Linked DNA regions of Oryctolagus cuniculus: region 2 is linked to region 1. Evidence: chromatin contacts called from public Hi-C data. All regions are on one chromosome and are shown on one strand. Each heading gives the region's core, a stretch centred on a gene start, on an enhancer-like site or on the middle of the called end of the contact. The rest is flanking DNA. Distances are from core to core; before and after follow the strand shown.

What was found. Hi-C and Micro-C count contacts between places; a contact is called where the count stands out from the background.
Region 2: a contact with region 1 is called in a Hi-C map of embryonic fibroblasts, with 1.6 times the contacts expected there. The contact joins two enhancer-like sites. A contact is called at or near these places in 2 of 6 Hi-C or Micro-C datasets (embryonic fibroblasts and psoas muscle).

The regions. Positions count from the first base shown.
Region 1 is chr12:80,516,674-80,524,422 of mOryCun1.1, reverse strand. All of the region lies in intron 12 of MYZAP (myocardial zonula adherens protein), which reads right to left. Among named protein-coding and RNA genes, the nearest start is that of POLR2M, 53 kb to the left of the region's middle. Within about 2 kb of position 3,307, at least 1 of the 8 cell types and tissues checked has an H3K27ac peak or open chromatin away from gene starts, as enhancers often do.
Region 2 is chr12:80,732,341-80,740,089 of mOryCun1.1, reverse strand. It overlaps LOC127483686 (a long non-coding RNA gene), which reads right to left. Exons shown (of 3, transcript XR_011380921.1): 3 at 3,447-5,753. Among named protein-coding and RNA genes, the nearest start is that of POLR2M, 160 kb to the right of the region's middle. Within about 2 kb of position 5,024, at least 1 of the 8 cell types and tissues checked has an H3K27ac peak or open chromatin away from gene starts, as enhancers often do.

The sequences.
Region 1 (7,749 bases), core at 2,058-4,557:
AAACATGCTTCTAAAAATACATAAATCAATGAAAAAAATCCCAAGGGAAATTAGAAAATATTTTGAACTGGATAATAATGAAAGCATAACATATCAAAGCTTGTGGGATGCAGCTGAAGCAGAGCTTAGGAGAACATTTACAGCTTGAAAGGCTTATATGAAAAAAGATGAAAGGTCTAAAGTCAATGACCTCAGTTTCTACTGCAAGAAGCTAGGAAAAGAAAACCAAAGTTATGACAAAACAATTAGAAGGAAGGAACTAGTGACTATCTGAGCAAAACTCAGTAACACAGGAAAAGAAAGAGAGAAAATCGACAGAGTCAAAAGCTATTTAAAAAATGTTTAATCCACAAAATGGATACTCTTTCCCCCAGGTAGACTGGTAAAAGAAAAGAAGAAAGGGAGCAGGAGAGAGGGGGCAGAGAACAGGGAGAGGGTGGGAGAGCGAGAGCACAAATCACCACCCTCAGAAATAAAAGGGACATTACAGTGAAAGGCCTGGCCATCTGCGTGGGAACAAAGAATGTCACCCCTCCAGATACAACACAAAAATTAACTCAAAATGCATCCTCTAGTGAAAAAGCAAAAAATAGAACATTTTTAAAGGAAACCACAGGTGAAAATATCTATGATATTGTAGTAGACAAAGATTTCTTAGGACACAAAAAACACAGACCATTACAAAAAAACCAGGTTAACAAATTTATCAAAAATAAAAACCAAAATTCAAACTCTCTTCAACAGGTATCATTTAAAAAATGGAAAAGCATGTGACAGAATGATAGAAAATGTTCAGAATACATATATTTGACAAAGGGCTAGAATACATAAAAAAAAACTCGCAGAACTCAGTAATAAGAAAACTAAAAATTGAATAAGATAGAGCGGTGCTGTGGCATAGAGGGTTACACCGCCACCTGCAGCGCTGGCAATCCCATATGGGTGCTGATCCAAGTCCTGGCTGCTATGGTTCCATTCCAATCCAATCCAACTCTGATCCAATCCAGCTCCCTGTTAATGGCCTAGGAAAAGCTACAGAGGATGGCCCAGGTGCTTGGGCCCTGTACCCTGGGAGACCCAACTGAAGTTCCTGGCTCCTGGCTTTGGCCTGGCCCAGCCCTGGCCATTGCAGCCATTTGGAGAGTGAAACAGCAGATGGAAAAATCTCTCTTTGTAATTCTGACTTTCAAATAAATAAAACAAGAAAAAAAAATCAGTAAGATAGTGGGAAAAATGTTTGAACATAGTTCAAAAATGGGACAACATAATGGTCAATAAGCACAAATGTTCAAAAAAACAATGTTCAAAATTACAAGTCACCAAGGAAATGCAAGTTAAAACCAAAATGAGATATCACTATATACCCCTAGAATGGTTAAATAGACTAAGAATACAAAGTCCAGGTAGGAGTGTGAGATAATAGTATACTCAAACTTCTGGTAGGAGTGTAAAATATTCCAACTCCTTTGAAAAACAGTTTGACAGTTTCTTATACTTTTTTTAAAGATGTATTTATTTGAAATGCAGCACTACGGAGAGGGAGAGACAGAGGCAGAGAGAGAGAGAGTGTCCATCGGCTGGTTCACTCCTCACAAGGATGCAATGGCCACAGCTGGGCCAGACCAAAGGCAGGAGCTTCCTCCACGTCTCCTATGTGAGTGCAGGGCCACATGTACTTGGGCCATCTCCCACTGCTTTCCCAGGGGCATTAGCAGGGAACTGGATGAGAACTGGAGCAGCCAGGACTCAAATCAGTGCCCATATGGGATGCCAGTGCTGCAGGTGGCAGCTTTGCTAGCTACACCAGACTGCTGGCTCCTTGACAGTTTCTTAAAAAGGTAAACCCATACCTAACCCTACAATCCAGCTATCCTAGTACTAGGAATTTATTCAAGAAGAATAAAAAACATATGTCCACACAATGATTTGTATAGTAATGTTTATACTAGGTTTTTTTTTTTAAAGATTTATTTATTTATTTGAAAGTCAGAGTCACACACACACACACATACACAGAGAGAGAGAGAGAGAGAGAGAGAGAGAGAGGTCTTCCATCTGCTGGTTCACTCCCCAACTGGCCGCAATGGCCAGAGCTGCGCCAATTTGAAGACAGGAGCCAGGAGTTTCTTTTGGGTCTTCCATGTGGGTGCAGGAGCCCAAGGAATTGGGCCAATCTCTGCTGCTTTACCATGTCATAGCAGAGAGCTGGATAGGAAGTGGAACAGCCAGGACTAGAACCAGCGCCCATATGGGATGCCAGCACTGCAGGTGGTGGCTTTACCCACTATGCCACAGTGCTGGCCCCTATATCAGTTTTATTCACAATAGCTCCAAACAGGAAAAAACTCAAATATATATCAATAGGTGAATGGATAAATAAACTATGATATGTTCTTACAATGGAACACTACTATGCAATGAAAAATAATCTAGGCAACCTATGTGCATTATAATTCATTATGCTGAGTGAAATAAGCTAGAGAGAAAAAAGCACCTACTGTAGAATTCATTGGTATGGAATGCTAACAAACTTGTAGTGACAAAAAGTGTTTAAAAAATACCCCCCTGCAGCCAGTGCTGTGGCGTAGCCGGTTAAACCACCCCCTGCAGTGCCAGCATCCCATATGGGCACCAGTTCAAGACCTGGCTGCTCCACTTCCGATCCAGCTCTCTGTTATGGCCTGGGGAAGCAGTAGAAGATGGCCCAAGTCCTTGGGCCCTTAAAACCACATGGGAGACCTGGAAGAAGCTCCTGGCTCCTGGCTTTGGATCAGTGCAGCTCCAACTGTTGCGGTCAATTGGGAAGTGAACTAGTAAATGCAAGACCTCTCTCTCTCTCTCTGCCTCTCCTTCTCTCTCTGTGTAACTCTAACTTTCAAATAAATAAATTAATCTTTTAAAATAATATCCTCCTTCCTTCCCCTAAAATAATGTATCATGGGTATCCTGGATGTGAACGGGGAAGCAGAGAAGCTGCCGGTGACTGAAGTGGTGCACCTCTGCGCAGCGGCGGTGGCTCCACAAGTACACACAATGATCAAAACTTCCCAGACGGACATGGTCTCTCTAGATGCAAGACATTTATGTGAATTCATATGCATCAAAGTTGATTTTTAAAAAATGATACCCTGAACATGAGCAATAGGAAGAAAGCTAGCTAGGGAGAGACAGAGTTCAGATATACTTTAAAAATAAAACTAACAAGACTTGCTGGAGTCAAACAAAGACGATTCACTTCTGAGCCTTGCAGAATCACTAAAACGGGCTGACACAAAACAGCTTGCCTGGACTGCAGCCCATAGCAGATCGCTTCTGGGATTGAGAATCAAATTGCAGATTTTTCCTGCTTTCAAACACCACCACCTTGTGTTTGTACGTGTAATGAATACCACAGGGTGGCTTGGGAGGCTTGTGTGCCTTCCAGGAAGGAAGAACCCAGTGCAACAACTTCGGGCATTTTTTTTCTTCTTCTTCTCTTTGGATATTACATCATTCATGCATGGCCGTCACTTCCTCCTCCAACTCCCTCAGGCCCAGGGCCGTGAGCAGCCAGGAGCTGAAGTATGTGCACTCCACAAGAACATGTGTCCAATAATATGTGGACAGGAAACCCTAGTGCCTGGTGCTGCCGCCCCAATACTACACAGCAAAATTAGTAACAGCTTCGAGAATGCACAACAGACATGTTGAGAGCTCTGTGTGCATATTAAACACAGGATGGACAAAGCCAAGACATTTGACGCCTTCCTCTGCTTTCCGAATTCTGCCAACAGTTTAGGATATCCAGCTAAGAGAAACGCAATGAAACCTGTTCAGAGTTCCAGAAAGCTTATCAACCTTATGAAGATACATGCTTGTAATTTTGTTTTAAGAACATTTACTCTATTGAAAATAGGGGACAGGATCTTTCTTCTCCAGGAGGTGAGCAAATAAATAGCTGTTTGGAGGAAAGAAAAAGAAAACATAGACATATTTTTATTAACAGGAAGATTTTGAATTGGCTAATGAAAATGTAGCCTGACAGAGCAAGCTAGAGAAAGTTTTTAAGAATCTGGTGTCTATTTTAATGGAAAAGGGTGTAATATATAAATGAGTTTAAACACAGGTAAGTCTAAATCCAGGGTCCAAAACAATCTACATTTTCTATTTTAATAGAAACAGGTTCCAGATTGTCAGCCATGACCCAGGAAATGGCCTGGATTTTTCTCTGAGCCCAGGATCAGGGATACAATGTTCTCTCAGACTGTTTGCCCAATGTCCTGATAGGATTTGAAAAAAAAAGGCAATAAAGTTTTCAAACTTTAAAAATCAAAGTAATCTTGGAGATGATCTAAGGCTCCTCCTCAGCTGTTAAAGTGAAACAACTGAGCCCAAATTGGTGGCAGTATGATGTGCTCAGGTTCACGCACAGAAAATGATGAAAGGTGGGTAAGAACTAAAGTCTCCATGATGCTGAGCAATCAAGAAAAAACTTTTACATGTGGCAAGCACAGCTCTTGTGTTTCACACACAATATTTCATTTTATCATAAAAAACAGAAATCCTTCCAGGCAGGTATGATTATCTCCATTTTACAAATGCCAAAAAATAAATATATAAAAAATAAAATGAGGCTTAGAAGGATAAAAGTCACTTGAGCAGAATGGTTTCGATTGTCAGTGGAGGTGTCAGGATCTAAACTTAGAAATCTCAGATAAAACTCCACTCTTGGATAATATTTTCACAGTACATCCAGGGAATAAACGCCTTGATTTGTGGTATATGCCAATTTCAGTAGTGAAAAGGGTCCCTCCATAGCTAATTTCAAGCTACCAACATAGGATAACCGGATGTAGACCTGAAAAGAAGGCACACACTCAGCTTTCCTGAGCCAGCGTGAGGCAGCTCCAGTACCCCACCGGACACACCGTGCAGTTCTGAAATCCGTGGCTCAAAGCACGGTTTGAAAAGTCAACATGTTTCTGGAAGACAGGCAGAATTAGACTCAGCAAGGCTATGTCCAAGAAGCAGACCTCACCCAGTGCCTGGGGGGAGTTAGTGGCCTAGCCTCCTAGACTTTTTGTAATTATAACTCGGGGCACCTCCCAGGAACCACCAGTGAAAGTGAGTCCCCACTGTCCACAGCAGTGATCTCCTCAAAAAGTCTCCCCTTCCTGGCTGGCCTCCCATCCCTGTCTTATTTCCCCTCTCCCTCCTGGGGCTTCCTGGGATCACTTCCCAGATAAACTATCTCAACTTATACCCACACCTCAGGGTATAAGTTCCTCAGGGCCTGAGGAAACCCAAAGTAACAGATGAGTTTAATAAATCAAGCATTAAGCCCAACCGAAGGCTCCTCTCTATGCATGCTATCCCTTTGGACATTCAGTAATCTACCAGTAGGGGGCAGGTGTTTAACCTAGTTGTTAAGACTTCAGTTATGACGCCCACCTCCGGGACAGGTGTTTGGCACAGTAGTTAAGCTGCCACATGGGATGTGCACAAGCCATTTCAGGGTTTCTGAGTTTGAGTCCCAGCGCCACTCTGAATTCCTGTTTCCTGCTGATGTGCATCCTAGGAGGCACAGGTGATAGCTTAAGAAGTTGGGCCCCTTGGGGCCGGTGCTGTGGTGCAGTAGGTTAAACTTCTGCCTGTGGTACTGGCATCCCATATGGGCGCCGGTTCTAGTCCCGGCTGCTCCTCTTCTAATCCAGCTCTCTGCTATGGCCAGGGAAAGCAGTAGAATATGGTCCAAGGGCTTGGGCCCCTGTATCCACATAGGAGACCGGGAAGAAGCTCCTGACTCCTGGCTTCAGATCGGTGCAACTCCAGCCATTGCAGACATCTGGGGAGTGAACCAATGGAAGGAAGACCTTTCTCTCTGTCTCTTCCTCTCACTGTCTGTAACTCTACCTCTCAAATAAATAAATAAAATCTTTTTTTTTTTTTTTAAAAAGAAGAAGAAAAAGTTGGGTCCCTGCCACCCATATAGGAGACCCAGATTGACTTCCTGCCTCCAGATTTCAGCTTGACCCAATTCTGGCTATTAAAGGCATTTGAAGAATGAACCAGCAAGTGGGAGATCTCTCTCTTTCTCTGTCACTCAATCACTCACTCACTGTGTCTCTCTACCTTCCAAATAAATGAAATAGCATCTCATATAGGAGTGCCTGTGTTCAATTCCAGGACCGATCCCTGACCCCAGCAACCCTGTAAGGCAGTTGTGATGCCTCAAATAATTGGGTTCCTGCCACCTACACAGGAGACTTGGATTCAGTTCCTGGGTCCCAGGTTCAGGCCCGGGCCAGCCCAGCCAGCTCCTCCTCTCAAATAAATAAATGAATGAATAATCAATGAATCAAGCAGTCAATGTACCAGTAGGAGAGCTCACTTGAGTAGTACAGCCAGAGACAAGCTAGGGGGCACTGTTCTGGGTGACCTGTTGGCTCTCCTGTCAGCGTCTCTTTCCTCTCCCCTGCGACTGCTTTCTCTGGACACATGGACATCGAGCGGGACACTCACTCTTTGACTCTCATTGGACAATGTGTGATTCTTCCCAGAGGATGCTGCAATTTCAGAAGGAAATCTTGTGAATATAAACATCATTCATAAGGCTGGAGCTGGACTCAGTGATCATAGAAGGGAAGACTTGAGTATGGATGGAGAAATGTCCATTGACACAGTTTCGGTAGATGAGATGCTTGGGTTTTAGGACTGCTGTAGCTCCCCCCTCCCCTCACTGCAAACCCGGTAGTTAAAAGCTCAGGGTCCTCACTTAGGCATGACCGACCCAGCTGTAATCTACTGCAGGTCCCCTACCACCTCTGAGCCTCAGTTTCCCCACATATAAGATAGCAGAAATATACTCTCACCCAGAGGGCATCCATCCTAATAATGAGAGAACAATAATTGTTAACAATGACTGAGTACTAGCTATGCATCAGGCACTTGCTATGCAGTCTCCATTCACTGTCATGATTCCCATTTCATGATGATAAAAAAAAACTTCCCCCAGGTACCCAGCTAATAAGAAGCAGATCCCAGGTCTGAAACTTAGGTAAATCTGATTCCACTCTTAACTTCTATGTTATACAAAGCATAAGGAAAATGTGGACAATTATCCTTACTTCATGGTAATCTCTTAGGCAGTCTCACTGGGGAAGGACTACACTGGGAAACACAGGCAAGGACAGGTGCTTGGCAAACCAACCTCTCACAGAGTCTCAAAAAGAAACGGCTCAATGCCAAGGTCTTAATAAATAAAAAGTCTTCAGAGCAAATAGATTTTGGCTTCTCTTTCTATTAATATCTAACTTCTTAAGGTTCTTCCAACTCTATAATTTCCTTCTCTGGAAGGTATACAAAATCTTTCAATGACTTTCAAAAAGCTAGAAAGTCAAGAGTAATATGCATCTTAAAGTTAGGCAAAATTAAGTCACTCACTAAAACATGTTCACTCAATGCTATGAAGAGCACTGGAGTAGTAGTCTTACTTTCAGCCTGGATCTGGCACTCACCAAGATGCGTGACCCTGAGCAAAACCACACACCTCTTCTGTGCCTTTAGTTTTTTCACTTGTTAATGTAGCAATCATAATCCTCATCTTGCCTTTCTTGATGTGAGCTGAGAGAATCGGGTGAGGGATCTATGTGAAAATACTTCACAAATTATAAAGCAGCACACTGATATGGGAAATTCTCAGTATTAGTCAGTTCATCAGTCTAGTGAAGGAAATTCTTGAACAAGACAAACTAAAGCCCAAAGGCGGAG
Region 2 (7,749 bases), core at 3,775-6,274, 210 kb before region 1:
TTACTGTAATATTCAGTATTTGCTGATGTTTTCCGTTAATTCTCATTTTATGTTTCCTTTTACCCAACAGTTGTCTAGGGTTTGAAAATTCGAAGATATATCTTTTTTCCATCCATCCTTTTATTGATTTCTGGTTTCACTGCACGGTGGTCAATAGTACCTGTGTTTTCCCTACTCCTGATTTGGATCCTTTCATGCTTCTTTTTGTTTTGTTTTGCCCTCCTCTTCTCCCTTCCTTCTTCTTCTTCTTTTGCCCTTCCTTCCATTTCTGTTTAAAGCTTTCTTTCTAATGGGATTTAGTGTTTTCTCCTTCATCCTTGGAGTTCCGACATCATCATCTCAGAACGTGTATTATTCTCTGTTCCAGAAGGCATCCTTGACTTGATCTTTCAAATTGCATCGTTCTTCAGCAAAACCCACACTAAGCTTTTTACTGAGTCTACGTTGGGTAACGTTTTAATGTTTCCAAATAATTGTATGGCTCTTCTCTGTTCTATAACTATAGCATATGCTCCAGTATCCTCAAAGTAATTATAATTATTTTCCTTTCAAGTTCTGTTCCCTGCATGGCAGAATTCTGGAGGGTCAACTGTTGTCATTTGGTTCTGTGCATATATTGGTTGTCCTCGAATGTCTGATGTCGACCATCTGTAGCCCTCGTAAAAGCTAGGTCTGCTGTGTCCATCCTGCTCTCCTCTCATCAGGCTAAAATCATCACCCTCAGCCAACCCAAAGCACGTAAATCACACTTCTAAAATATTGAATATTTCCTGAAGTTTGATGGGAACCAGAGAAGGGAGTTACATCACAGACTGAATAAAAAAAAAATTTTTTTTTGACAGATAGAGTTAGACAGTGAGAGAGAGAGACAGAGAGAAAGATCTTCCTTCTGTTGGTTCGCTTCCCAAATGGCTGCTACGGCTGGTGTGCTGTGCCAAGCCGAAGCCAGGAGCCAGGTGCTTCTCCTGGTCTCCTATGCAGGTGCAGGGCCCAAGCACTTTGGCCATCCTCCACTGCCCTCCCGGGCCATAGCAGAGAGCTGGACTGGACAGAGGAGCAACTGGGACAGAACCGATGCCCCAACCGGGACTAGAACCCAGGTGCAGGCTCCACAGGCGGAGGATTAGCCAAGTGGTTTCTTAAAAAGTCCTTATCCACATCCCCTAGTTTCTTTTTCCTAGTAGATGCCTATTCTGTGAACACACACACACACACACACACACACACCCCACAGACCTAGACCTCTCGGGTCACCCTGTACTCAGCTTTTCAGTTTTGCTTTACCCTGCTGTCAGGTCAGTTCTGGGAAGCACACCTTCACATTGAACAAGCTCAAAAATGTTCCCATTTAAGGAATTGTTTTTTCCAACGACCTAGCCAACCACTTGGAACAAGAAGAGAGCAAGGGGAGAACTGGAATGAAGGCAGAGTGTGAATGCTTTGTTACTGGAACTTCATATCAGGAACAGCCTTGTTGTTGATGTATAAAGCTGCTGACTCAGCGCTTGTTTCTCTAGGCTTGGCAAAAGGTACCCATACCTGTACAGGAGGTTTGTCTTCTAACTGCTAAGATTTCTTTCCATCTCTTCACTACTGTCTGAAAATTCAATTCCCATCTTCAAACACTATCCACACTTTAATTTTTCTGTCATTTCAAGGGGATTTTAGGAAGAGGGGGAAACTGTGAATTAAGCTTATCATCTTGATCTTTAAGTCTGAGTCCAAGTTTCTAGACAAGCTCATGTCAACTGATTTTACCTCTTTTCTTTTCTTTTTTTCTTATCTCATGCAAAGTGTTCACGTCATTCAAAGGATGTCACCTTTGCCTTCTCTCTTATTTGTACATTACCAAGAAAATGGATTCTCATCTGTGCCAACTATTCTTTTGGTGTGTTAATTTTTCATTAATCCTATCTGGTTCATTCTGTAAACATTTACTGAAGACTTAAGTGACATACACCTTGTTTAAATTAATATTCAGCTGCAAGAGACACAACTTATAATGAAACATATAGTTCCTCCGTTAGCAAACGAGAAAATCCCAAATAACACACAAACTTTGCTACTTGAACACCGTCATCGACACCTAAGGAAATTTTCATGGTAAAATTCTCCCAAAGCCTGTATCACATGAAAGTCACACCTCCGGCAAAATGAAAGGCTCTCACAGGTGATAGGATAGAACTAATTATGAAAACTTGATAGACACAAACAAAGTAGGATTGATTAACACATATTGACAAAAAGTTTCTCCCTGGACAAAGGAAAAAAATATAAATGCTACCTCAATCCTGAAAGGGACCCCAGAAGATAGGTTCCCAAGTGGGCCAGGCAGGAGTAAGATGGGCACATTCCTTTATCTTGGATCTGAATCAATTATCTCTGCACGAAGACAGTAACTGCCACAACAGCAACACTTGTCTCACCTGTGGGAAGCTACGGTTCTTAGACAGAGGAGTCTAAAATTCTGGGGACCCTTTGGGCTTTAGGAAATCTCTCTAAACTCTGAGTAGGGGTGGCCATTTCTGTTTGGTCAGAGGGCCGAAGGCTGAAGGCACTTGGAGGAGGTGCATGGTCAACAGAACTCCCTGGGTAGGAGGAAGGAGGGGCAGTGAAGACAGCTGTGGGGACTGCACCAGAGGAGGAGAAAATGTTTTGAAACCACAAGCATTCTGTTTAACATTTCAAAGACTTCCTTTATGGCAGCGGTATCCATCAGACATGAAGTGGAAGAGCTGAGCACTACAAGATTCAAGTTTCTTACAAATTCAGAATTGATGTCAAGAACAGGGATTCCCTGTCATCCAACATTTAACCTTATTTGACCTGTTCTTCCATATTTCACAAAGCATGAGGTTGGAACTACTATGCCACCATTTATCAAAACCTTAATTATTTTAAATGAATCCTGGCCAAAAAAAAAAAAAAAGGGCTAGGAAATACCAAAAATGTTTGGCCTGACAATGGAAATGGAAAATGTGAACAGCTAAATTTATTGAAATGCTATCCCCTAAAATGAAGTTTTTTTTATGTATTTTTACAAATATTTTGTTGAGACCCAAACAGGGTTGGGCCTGGGGACTTCAATAAGACTACCTTAGGCTCCTTAAATGACATGAGGAATAATGCGTCAATCCCGTGATAGATCCAGCAGGAGCCTCACTTCATCTGTGCGTGTGCAGGACTGGGCAGCTATAATCCCAAGGATTCAGGGCCCAATGTAAAGACTCCAGATGAAACAGAATACCTAGCACGGAAAGGCAACGCTGCTCCGAAGGAAATGATGAAGCGATGAGAGCTTTTCACACCTGAAGAAATCCAGGCATGGGCCCTTCACCCCTTTCCGGCGGGGGAAGGACTGAACCCAGAAAGCTTTAGTGCTCAAATTGAAAGTTTCTCTGCTTAAAAGTCATATAAAATTGTCAATTTACACAAAGAAGGCAATCTTTTTTTTTTCACTATTTCTAATATAGATGTTCCATAAAATGCAGGAAATTTTTAATTTAAAATTGTTGATCATTAGTATTTGGTTATACTTTAAAAAAAATACCAGTATGTTGATAATACCCCAAGGGCAGGGGATATTGAATCTTAGCTGACACAGGGGATAAGAATCAATCACTACTTAAATCTACCTTAACTTCAGAAAGCATTCAAAGTGTATGATGGCTTTGGTATTCCAATAATCTCTGACTTAAAATCCACCCCTTGACTTCTGTGACTGTAATTCATTCAAATCTTATTTGTATTTTGTTTTATTTTCAAATTTTATTTGTTCATTTACAGAGAGAGAGAGAGAGAAACTCCCATCCACTGCTTTTCTCCTCAAATGCCCACCATAGCAGGGGCTGGATCCACCTGAAGCCAGGAGCCCACAACTCCATGTGGGTCTCCCACATGGGTAGCAGGGAATAAAATACTGGAGCCATCACCTGCTGCCTCCCAAGATGTGCATTGGCAGGAAAACTGGAACTGGGACACAAACCCAGGCACTCCAAAAATCATGATTATGAAACTTCTCTCTTTAGCATAGACTTAGGCAAGGTTGATCCTGCCCAGACCTGCTGTTTATAGGGCTTTACAGGGCCTTGCCTTCACTCTTGTCCAGAAACACCCCCTGGACACTGGGCTTGTTTAAGCATCACTTCAGGAACCGGGCTTCCTGGAATTCTCTGCTTCAAATGACTCTGCTTGTAGATATAATCCCAGGCTCAGAATGGCCAAAGGGCAGCTGGATGCTGAAGACATGGACAGAATTGTGCTGTGTGGACTGCCACATCACAAATGTGCACTCAAAGAGCCTTGTGCATTGGGGGATAGAGAGTGAACCTCCAGCCAGCAGCCGCTTCTCCCTGTACCACCTTGTTCCAGTAGAGAACTCCACGAGCTTGAGAGCTGTAAATTCCAGCCTGACCATCCACATTGTTATGAAGTTAGATTTGTCCAGGGGGGAGGACAGAACATATTTTATCTGGCAGTGTGTTGGTTTGATTTATAACTGTGAACTATTTAGACACATGGTGTGTGGGCCCTGCAAATGGGAGGGGCGGAACTGGCTTTCAAAGCAGTGGGGGTGAGGCTGAGGGTGACATCCCCATTCTTCTCACCCTGGGGCTCTCCCTGTTCTCCATCAAAGGGCTGCTGTGGATTGGATGGATTGCAAAGAATGCTGGTTCTCTACAGGGCTCTCCCCACCAGAAAGAATGGTTTCCATTTGCAGAGTATGGCTACAGCATTCGTCCAGACTCCCTGTGTCAGCTGAAGGCAGCTGGCTATGTGTTTCAGCTTGTTTTCCTTGTGTGCTGGGCAAGTGTGCCAAGCCAAAGTTCAGCAGAGCCAGAGCTAGGCAAACCCTCCCAACCCTTGCTATACAGTATAATCGACATTTCTGTATGAAGCCAGTACATGCCTTTTCTGTAAGGCACAAAACTATGCTTGCAAGCTATGGCCTCAGGAATGGCAGAGCAATGGTGTTAGATATGAAATTACATTATAGAGGCCGGCGCTGTGGCATAGCAGGTAAAGCTGCCGCCTGCAGGTCCAGCATCCCATGTGGGCGCCGGGTCGAGTCCCAGCAGCTCCACTTCTGATCCAGCTCTCTGCTGTGGCCTGGGAAACCAATGGAAGACAGTCCAAGTCCTTGGGCTCCTTCACCTGCGTGGGAGACCTGGAGGAAGCTCCTGGCTCCTGGCTTCAGATTGACACAGCTCCGGCTGTTGCAGCCAGTTGGGGAATGAACCAGCGGATGGAAGACCTCTCTCTCTCTCTCTCTCTCTCTCTCTCTCTGATTTTCAAATAAATAAATAAATATTTAAAAATTAAATTATCACACTTTACCCAAGTGGTAGCAGCTTTGGCCTTATGCCTGAATAGGAAGCTTAGCCACTGACTATCCATGTAACTTATTCATGTTAACTAAGTTACTTAGCCCTCTTTGAATTTCTGTTTCCATCTCAAAATGGGAAACAGGAGAGGAAATGGAAAGGAGAATAAAGAAAAAAATGAGCATGGTAAACACTCAAAGTGTAGACTCATCTTTAGGCTCCATCACCCCATCTCTGAAGCTTATCTTCATACATAATGTTTGCCCCTCTGGCTAATAGCCAATGCTATGGGCCCATGTACCCCATTGTTCTCCCTCAAACTTGCCTCTGTAAGATTGGCAGTATTCCATGCCTAGGGCAGTTGACAACATGAGAGTGCTCAGTCCAGCCCAACAGCAAGCAACTTGATTCCAGTTGTTCATCAATTTCCTGCAAAAACAAACACAACAAAACCTCAGCCTTCAATATCTAGATGAAACCACACTTTCAAAGAAAAGTGCTCTTTTGGGACCCACTATCCATGAGAGAGTGAACACAAATGTGGACGAAGCTGAGAACTTCCTTCAAAATTCACAAGCCAACAAAAAGAGAAGATGGGTGTAAAAGTGCCCAGTAGTTCAGGGTGAAAGACCACACAGACTCCAGAACCAGACGGGCTGGGCAGTGTCACTGCACTGGATTCTGTCACTCAGCATGGTGCAATGCTTGGATATGGTTTGACTTGGTCGAAGATTTGTGTGTGAGAAGATGGGTCCCCAGGGTGGTGGGCTTTCAGCAGAGGTGGCGTTCAATGGGAGATCCTTAGATCATGGAGAGTATGCCCTTTGAAGGGATTGTGAGATCCCAGGCCCTTTGGCTTTCTGTCTGGCAATGTGATCTCGCCCTCTCACACACACCCCATCATCTGCCATGAGGCCTGCAGAGCTAAGTTAATGCCAGCATCATGCCCTTGACTTCCAGATCTGTGAGCTAAATAAACCTCTTTTCCTTTTAAAGTTACCCAGTCCCATGTATCTTATTATAGTAATGGGAAACAGACAGATAGAAGGAAACTTCAAAAAGTTCATTGGAAAATGCAATCAAAAGATAATTTTATTTTGGTGCCAAAAATTTTTGAAATCCCCTCATAGTTCTTCATAATATGTATTTTTCATGACAGTTTTGAAGACCTCTAACATGCATGGCTTTCAAATTTTTTTTTCACCAAAATGCATGCATCTTTTAATTCCATCTTTTTAAAAAAGGTTTATTCTATTTGAAAGGCAGACTTATTCAAAGAGAGGGAGAGAGAGAGAGAGAGAGGGAGAGAGAGGGAGAGAGAGAGAGGGAGAGAGATCTTCTACCTGCTGATTCACTCCCCAAATGGCCACAATGACCAAGGCTGGGTCAGGCCAAAGCCAGAACCCAGGGGCTTCTTCTGGGTCTCCCACATGGGTGCAGGGCCCAAGGACTTAGGCCGTTGTCCATAACTTTACCAAGCACATTAGCAGAGAGCTGCATCAGAAGTGGAGAAGTCAGGACTCAAACCTGTGAGCATATGGGATGCTGGCTTTGTAGGTGGTGGCTCAACCCACTACGCCACAGGATTGGCCCCTAATTTCATGTTTAAATGAATTTTTAGAAGTACCCCCATAAACTTAGTATGTGAATTTGGACAATTTCATGTCTCTGGATATTAATTTCACCCTCTGTAAAATGTGACAAAATCCAATTATATTGAAATGACCTAATATAAATCCATAGCGCAGTTTCTGGAAGTTAGTGAGTATTTTGAGGATAGCTGCTTTTATTATAACAATGTTAATGCTACTGATAACTAAAATTACACGGTGAATGGCAATAGTATGAACAAAATGTCACCTAATTGTGCAAGCTTAGTTGTATCTAGGGAAGGCAAAGGGAGGATGTGAGTGATCTGGGCCTTGAAGGGTGAGAACTTTGCCAAGTGGCAGAGAGACAGAAAATGGCACTGCAGGCAAGGGGGGCTCCGTGATGCAGCGCTGTGAGCTACTGTTGGATCCGTGCTCTCTGACTGTAGGAGAAGAGGCTGGAGAGGCCGATTGAGGACACAGCAGCCAGTAGGGCCACACTGAGAGGAGAGGATTCTAAGCTACCTGTACCGCTGTGCTGGCAGCTGTCTTGTAGAACAGAGGCCCCAGCTGTGCGGACTGAAGAGAAGGCCGAGCTTGCGCATGCTAAGCACAGACACTGGAGAAGATTTTGGGAAGTATTTTGTCATTCTAATCAATAGTAATGTCGCCTGTTGTCTCACAAAGCCATAACCCTTGAAAAAACAGTCTTTGGAGGCTCAGCTGGCTACAGAGTACCTGAAGCCAAGAAATTCAATTGTTAATCCTGATTCAAAGGACCCACTCATTTGTAAGAGAATAAATCTCTATGTGGCAAGTGTGTTGGGTGTAATGGT